Linked DNA regions of Mus musculus: region 1 is linked to region 2. The links are chromatin contacts, called in public HiChIP or PLAC-seq maps. All regions are on one chromosome and are shown on one strand. The core of a region is the stretch at or near the end of the contact, and the rest is flanking DNA. Distances in the headings are between cores, read along the strand shown.

Region 1 (3,252 bases), core at 258-2,757, 540 kb after region 2:
AGTAGGTGTGTCACTATGGGCATGGGCTTTAATATCTTAGTCTTAGCTCCCTAAGTCAGTCTTCCACTAGCAGCCCTCAGATGAAGCTGCTGAACACTCAGCTCTGCCTGCACCATGTTTGCCTATATGCTACCATGTTCTTGCCTTGACAACAATGGACTGAACCTCTGAACCTTATACGAGTTGCCTTGGTCATGGTGTCTGTTCATAGCAGTAAAACCCTACCTAAGACACTTACAGTCATTTGGTGAGTATTCCAACTCCTTGTGCTCCGTAGGCTTGTTGCCTTCCTTGAGCCTTGGCTTCCAGGTAGAACCCCAGCTATCATGTCTAGTGTTAGACTCCCACTGATGGAGATTATGATAAGAAGACTTTAGAAACTAATCTTTGGGCAGTTTGTGGTAGTTGAAACATTGGTAAACATAGGAATTTAAATATGTCTTAAAAGATAAAATACAATTATTCAGTGAACATCTGAAAAGTATTCACTATCACCAGTCACCAGGGAAATAATAATCAAAATTACATGAAATATTATCAGACCATAGTTAGAATGGCTACCATAAAAAACCCATAACATAAATGCTGATGAAGATGTGGAAAAATAGAATTCTTAGGTTTTTGTGTGTGGGTAATGCAGTCAGTAGGTTGATTTTGGAAAGCAGTAGGTAGAATCCTCCTGAACTAGAAGTAGACTTAGCATGTGATCAAGTGGTTAAACTCCTGTCTATTTATTCAAAGGAGATGAAGGCAGAACACAACAGACGAGCTCATAACCCATAGCCGCCTGTCAATAGACAAACAGAAAAGGAGAGATGGAGTATTATGCAGCCATAAGAAGAATGAGAACTTGCTATTTGAAACAGAGTGGATAGAAATGAATGTCATGCTAACCAAAACAAGACAGCAGAAGGACAAGAACAAGTACTCTGTTTGCTTTCCAGTGTGCAAATGAAGAGTAACCACATTAGGAATTAGACGTAGAGGTAGAAGAATTGTTCCTAGGAACTGGCTGGGAGGGGCTGAAGTTAGAAGGACAGACATATGCACACAATCCATACGTGCTGTAAGAAATGAGTGTAAGAAACATCACAGTGAGTTCCACTAATTTGCAAAAGTAATATATGCTATTAACAAAATAATCATGAGACTCACTTGACATTCCATATCCCATGAGCAAGACGAGCAGTAATTGCAGCAAACGTGGCCTGACCAGAGTAAGGAAGCCACTATCTTAGACTGCTCGGGGTGGAAGGTCTGAGTCACCTTATTAGGTTAGAAAAAAGTGTCGAATGATCATGAGGGGAATCTAATATGGGTGGTGGAAAGAGTTGATGACTATCGAGTACAGTGCAGGACCAGCTTCAGTAGGGAAGGCTGTTTTGTTCTATCAGGTCACATGTAGAGACTGGCTGGCTGACGGCCGCCTTGAAGCCTGAGAGGTAATTAACTGTAAGGCATAGGGGTAGCAGAGTGGTACAAAGGCTAGCCTGTGCGGGCTGCCTCTGGCTCCCTGACTCATATCCTCTTGGCCTCAGCTTTGATTACAGTGTAGCTTCAGCGGGTAGTTTGGCTTATGTCATGCTGGTGTTTTTCTCTAGCACCAGACATTTTACACTTTTGCCCTCAGACGTTTCCAGCGCCATAATTGCCCTCGGGGAGACCTCTGTTCAGGTGATTACATTCAGTGGGGAGGTATACCGGGGTTTTCATCCCATGGCAAGACTCAACAAATGTGAGATGCAAGCTGACAGATGAACATGGTGGCTCCTCTGGAAGTTGATTTCCAAAGGTGTCCCACACATACCTCAGAAGGTTCCAGACAGACTGTCAGTTCCCACAATAATGATGATTACAAAGCCCTCGTGGATTGCGCTAGTTTTCTTTCAGTTTCTCATGCCTGATCCTTTTATATGCTCTCTTCCTGCTCAGGCACTGCTTTTGTGCAAACTCAAACTGAAACAAAAATCTTTAAACCTCAATACCTCTGTTTTCCATTCTGCTCCATCTTATGACCATCCTTGCTGCTTCCCAACATGGGTCAAGAAAAAGAATAGGCAGGTAGGATTGTCAATAGGTAATTCAACAGGATTTCTAAAAGCTTTTGCAATGCCAAATGCAAAGGGTCCCCTCACTTGATAGTCTAAGGAGTGATGGAAGTAGTTCATCTTGTAGCCATTTTCTCCATAAAGAATCTGCTTTCATTTCAACATCTTACACTCCTGAGGCATCTCGATTTTTTTCCCCTTATGTTTCTTGTTTTCTCCTCCTCCTCCCCCTCCTCCTCCTCCTCCTTCTTCTTCCTTTTATTTTTGAAGTACCTGGTTCATAGGTGTAGAGAGTTTACAAAGGCAATTTCCCTTTAAACTTGGAAATCCAGAAATTTCTGGCCCTCTCTCACAGTTGAGTAATGTGGACTTACATGTCAGCAACAATTTCTGTAATGTGTCTGAAGACTATCCCGTTTTGTTTCTAGTCTTGCTGTGGAAAGATCCCTGATAAAATCCTGTATAATCCTGTACGATTTTATTCGTCGTTGGAAAAACCCTTTGTTCTTTAGCCCCAACTTTCTAACATTTCAAATTCTGTGCCGTGATAAAGATCTGATGTTAAAGTTCCTGACTACTATGTCAAAAATGTCCACAGATATGTATTAATCTTTAGAAACATTTCAGTTTTCGGCTGTAGTTTAAATAAGATGAGACCATCAGGAAGCTCTGCACTCACTCATTCCCCAGGCCTGATTGTCTCTTGTCCTTTTTCCAAGACTGCATTCTCATTCTGTCATTTCTTCAACCTAAGCAACTTTGCTGAGAACAGACTCTCTGGCAGTATGTTTCCTGAGTTTCCATTTATCTGGAAAACTCTATTTTCTTTAAATATATTTTCACTGGATATAGCTCCCTGACTATTTTTATATTGATTTTGTTTTTTAAAAAACCATTTTATTTAGTCTCTTAAATTTTTTATTAATTATTTTATTTATTTATATTCCAAATGTTGCCTCCCCCCCTGGTCCTCTCTCCATGAGTTCTTCATCTCCTCCCCTTTGCTTCTGAGAGAGTGCTTCTCTACCCACCCACCCACTCCCACCTCACCTGACTAGCATCCCTCTTCCCTGAGGCATCAAGTTTCTACAGGATTAAGTGCATCCTTTTCCACTGAGGCCAGACAAGGCAGTCCTTTGTACCTATGTAGCAGGGGCCACTGACCACCATGTACGCTTTTTGGTTTGTGGCTTAGTCTCTGGGA
Region 2 (3,268 bases), core at 156-2,655:
AGCCTTCTAGGCTCTTCTAGCTTTCAGGCTTCTTGCTCTCTCTCACATCAACCATGAAGGCAATACCTACGTATAAAATAAAGACCTAATATGATGTAAAAGAAAAGTTTCCAGAAGGCCCACCCCACCTCCAAAAAAAAGTCTATTAAACACGAATCAAAAATGCCTATTTGGGGACCCAACCTAGTTTTCAAGAGGCCCTGTACAAGTTACAAAGGAGAAAGGAAGCGAACTATATTACTTCCTTGGTGGGGGACAACCGCACAATATTATTTTAAGCCTTTTTTTTTTTGATGATAAAAATCAAAATAAAATACCTACGGAACTGCCTCTGGAGATACTGAACAATAACCAGAATGACAGTGGGAAACAACTTAAAAAGTTAGCTCCCCTCCAACCAAACACGAGAAACTCAATAAACCTAAAGTCGAGCGTCACTTTTAAATCACTTAAAACAAAAATCAAGTCAACCAAAACTTTCTCAAAACAAATGATAAAACTGAGCATTGTCGAAACTCCCGTTCACCAAGTATTTTAATCCACAGGTAATAAACTCCCGCAAAATAAATAAATAAATAAAAATAAAAAATTCGTGCCTACTTCCCCCTCTAATTCCACTTCAAAGGTGCCAGGATTTCAATGAGGAAGCTGAAAGACGGGATTCGGATTCCAGAAGCAGTCCCCAGGCAGGAGGGCCACAGCTCCAACCCTTGGTGCAGGTTGTGAGCCCCATTGCCTGTCCCTGTCCTTTAGCTCTTTAGGAGGCCACCTAAGCTTGTTTCGCTGCTCCCTACGCGGCCACTGCCTGGCTGAGGAAACCCTGCAGCAGCCGAGGAGCCGGCCCTTCCAAGGGAGGGTCACGGAGAGAAGGGGCAGGAGCTGACGAACATCCTTCATCCTTTTTCCACCATACGAGTACGAACTGAAAACAAGCGAATCCTCGGCTGTGGGGGTTCTCACCGCACGCCTCGTTTCTGTGCACTCCACCGGAGAAGCCCCCGGGAAGTTTCCAAAGCACCCAGAGTTTGAAATGGTGCGTGGGCAACGCGGGGACTCCCCAGCGGAGAGCGCTCCAGCACGCACGCCGCGCTCTGCTTCCCTGCGCGCTCGAGGATCGCGCGCGGCCCGAGCGTGTGGCCGAGCGCGGGTGGCTGTGCGGGACCGCGCCTCCGCTCCCCACGCGCGCCGCCGAGCCGCCTCGTCCCTCGGCTCCCACCAACCCCAGGGTGGCTCGCCGCGCGCCCGGGCCCGCTTACCTGCGGCCTCCACGCACCCCGCGCGCGCCTCTGCGTCCCGCGTTGTGCGCAGGTCGAAAGAAAGCGCCGCGGGCTGTGCCACCTCCGCGCGCCCACACCTGCCGCGCGGCCCGACGCCCCGCCCCGGCCCCGCCCCGACGGGACCGGCCGCGCCTCCGCCCGGCCAGCACCAGCTGCAGCCGGCGCAGCTCCCGAGCGCCGCGGCTAGGCAAGGTTCGCGACAGTCACCGCTGGGGCGGCAGCCACCGCGTGGCAACCTGCGCGAGCCCCGGCATTCTTGACCAGCAGGCCAGCGGCGATGCTGGCAGGGGTCTTCAGAAACCCTGGCGACTGGTGCAGCCCAGGGATCCAATGGCGTTCAAGCCGGAGGGGAGCTCTCCCATCCCTGGCATCCTGGTCTTGGCTGCCTTGAGGCCTTCCTGGACGTTTTTTTTCTGTACCCACCTGCTCCGGATCTTGTTCTTGAGCAGCCTGAGTGCTGCTCTCTGAATCTCTTTACTGGCGTTGCCTTTGTATGAATGCTCCCGTGCACTGCCCTGTCTCCAAGCACGTCATTTTTATTGTCCGATGAGATTCATGTTTAATACTAGAGCGTACAAGCAGAGACATGCGCTTTCCCAATCCTTTCCATGTAAGTTTCAATTACCTAAAAGGTAGAGGTTAGGTTGCCCATCTTGGAAATTCTCAAGCAAATACAGAATTATACACAGCAACATATTTTTTTTTCTGTAGTCTGCAAGCACAGCATGAGGCCTTTTACACTGATTTAAGAGGGTGGAAATTGTCTTTGTACAAGTAAATGCAATTACATTTTAGCAAAAGTCCCATTACCCACCAAGAAAAATTCTACAAGTGGGGTGAGGAAAGGAGACGAATAAAATTCATGGTGATGTTTAATTAATGATGAGATAACATCTCAGTGTAAAAAAAAAATCACATATTCAAACCAGGTGAAAATTACTCACCAGATGTTCCTTAATGAGGTGGTACTCATTTGCTTAGCCGACTACAGAAAAGACAAGCCAAATAGGGTTGATTTATTACACAAATTACACTAACATGCATATATATGAGCTTAAGACTTATGTGAGAAACTCGGGTTTAATTTTTCCTTATGAAGCAGGTGCATAAAATGTTTTTTTTTAATGCTCTCTCCTACACCCAAGTTATGTGTGTTAAGGTCGTGATGATTAATGGTTAACAGTGTTGAATGCACAATGGTAGGAACCATTACACTTCACCTGAAAATGGCTCTGACTCATGAACTCCATTTTGAAGAACTGAAAACTCTCAAGGTTGATCCACTACCTTGATCAAAAAATAAGAATCGGCAGTCAAACATGTCACTATTAAAGTAATTGTGAAGTTTTTTTGAAGTTAGCTTTAAAGTTTATAGTCTGAGTGCAGAGGGGGGAGAATCAAATACCCCCAAATCATGAAAAGCAAGCCTTAAAATGAGAATCTAGAAAGAGCTAAGTGTTTGTCTATCCATAGAAAACCCAAAAGCATGCTTTGAAGTGCAAAAATATTACTCTAATTTTATTTATTGAATCAGGATGTTGTCAAATGTAAGTGGCCATTTAAACATAATTCTTTTGGTGAAATGGGAAGGGGGGGTGGTAATATAAACCCGGCCAGGAAAGACTCAAACTCCAACAGAAAACCTAATAGATGAGCAACTACAGGCACTTCATTTATGGGACTTTTTTTCTTTAAGGTTTAAGCAGAAGTCTAAATTACTATTACAGATGAAACTGCTTAATGCTTATCTAAAATTATATAGCATGATACTTTGAATAGCAAATAATCAAAAAAAGATAATACATTTCAAATTATAAACATCAATGTAAAGAAAAACAAACATTTGTCTTTCAGGCTTTGATCCAGGCAGACAAGTTATTTGTCCCCCAAACAAATACATAATTTTGAACACCCAAGTGCTACACAAAGCATAGAAAAGAGGCCCCCTTCTCACCCATTAAAGTTCCGATGGGCTTGTGAACGGAACATAG

The links. HiChIP or PLAC-seq counts read pairs in DNA pulled down with a chosen protein or histone mark.
Region 1: an SMC1A HiChIP or PLAC-seq map of the NIH/3T3 cell line shows a contact between it and region 2, with 9 times the contacts expected there. The contact joins two enhancer-like sites. A contact is called at or near these places in 2 of 15 datasets of contacts at CTCF or cohesin (both in the NIH/3T3 cell line), 1 of 484 Hi-C or Micro-C datasets (embryonic fibroblasts) and 1 of 115 datasets of contacts at active chromatin or transcription factors (pancreatic cancer cells).

Annotation. Positions count from the first base shown.
Region 1 is chr4:89,477,579-89,480,830 of GRCm38.p6, forward strand. All of the region lies in intron 7 of Gm12610 (predicted gene 12610), which reads left to right. Among named protein-coding and RNA genes, the nearest start is that of Cdkn2b, 170 kb to the left of the region's middle. Within about 2 kb of position 1,508, at least 83 of the 459 cell types and tissues checked have an H3K27ac peak or open chromatin away from gene starts, as enhancers often do. A contact at or near this core is called in the NIH/3T3 cell line, embryonic fibroblasts and pancreatic cancer cells, where this site is marked.
Region 2 is chr4:88,937,141-88,940,408 of GRCm38.p6, forward strand. All of the region lies in intron 1 of Gm49890 (predicted gene, 49890), which reads right to left. Among named protein-coding and RNA genes, the nearest start is that of Gm49890, 3.3 kb to the right of the region's middle. Within about 2 kb of position 1,406, at least 144 of the 459 cell types and tissues checked have an H3K27ac peak or open chromatin away from gene starts, as enhancers often do. A contact at or near this core is called in the NIH/3T3 cell line, embryonic fibroblasts and pancreatic cancer cells, where this site is marked.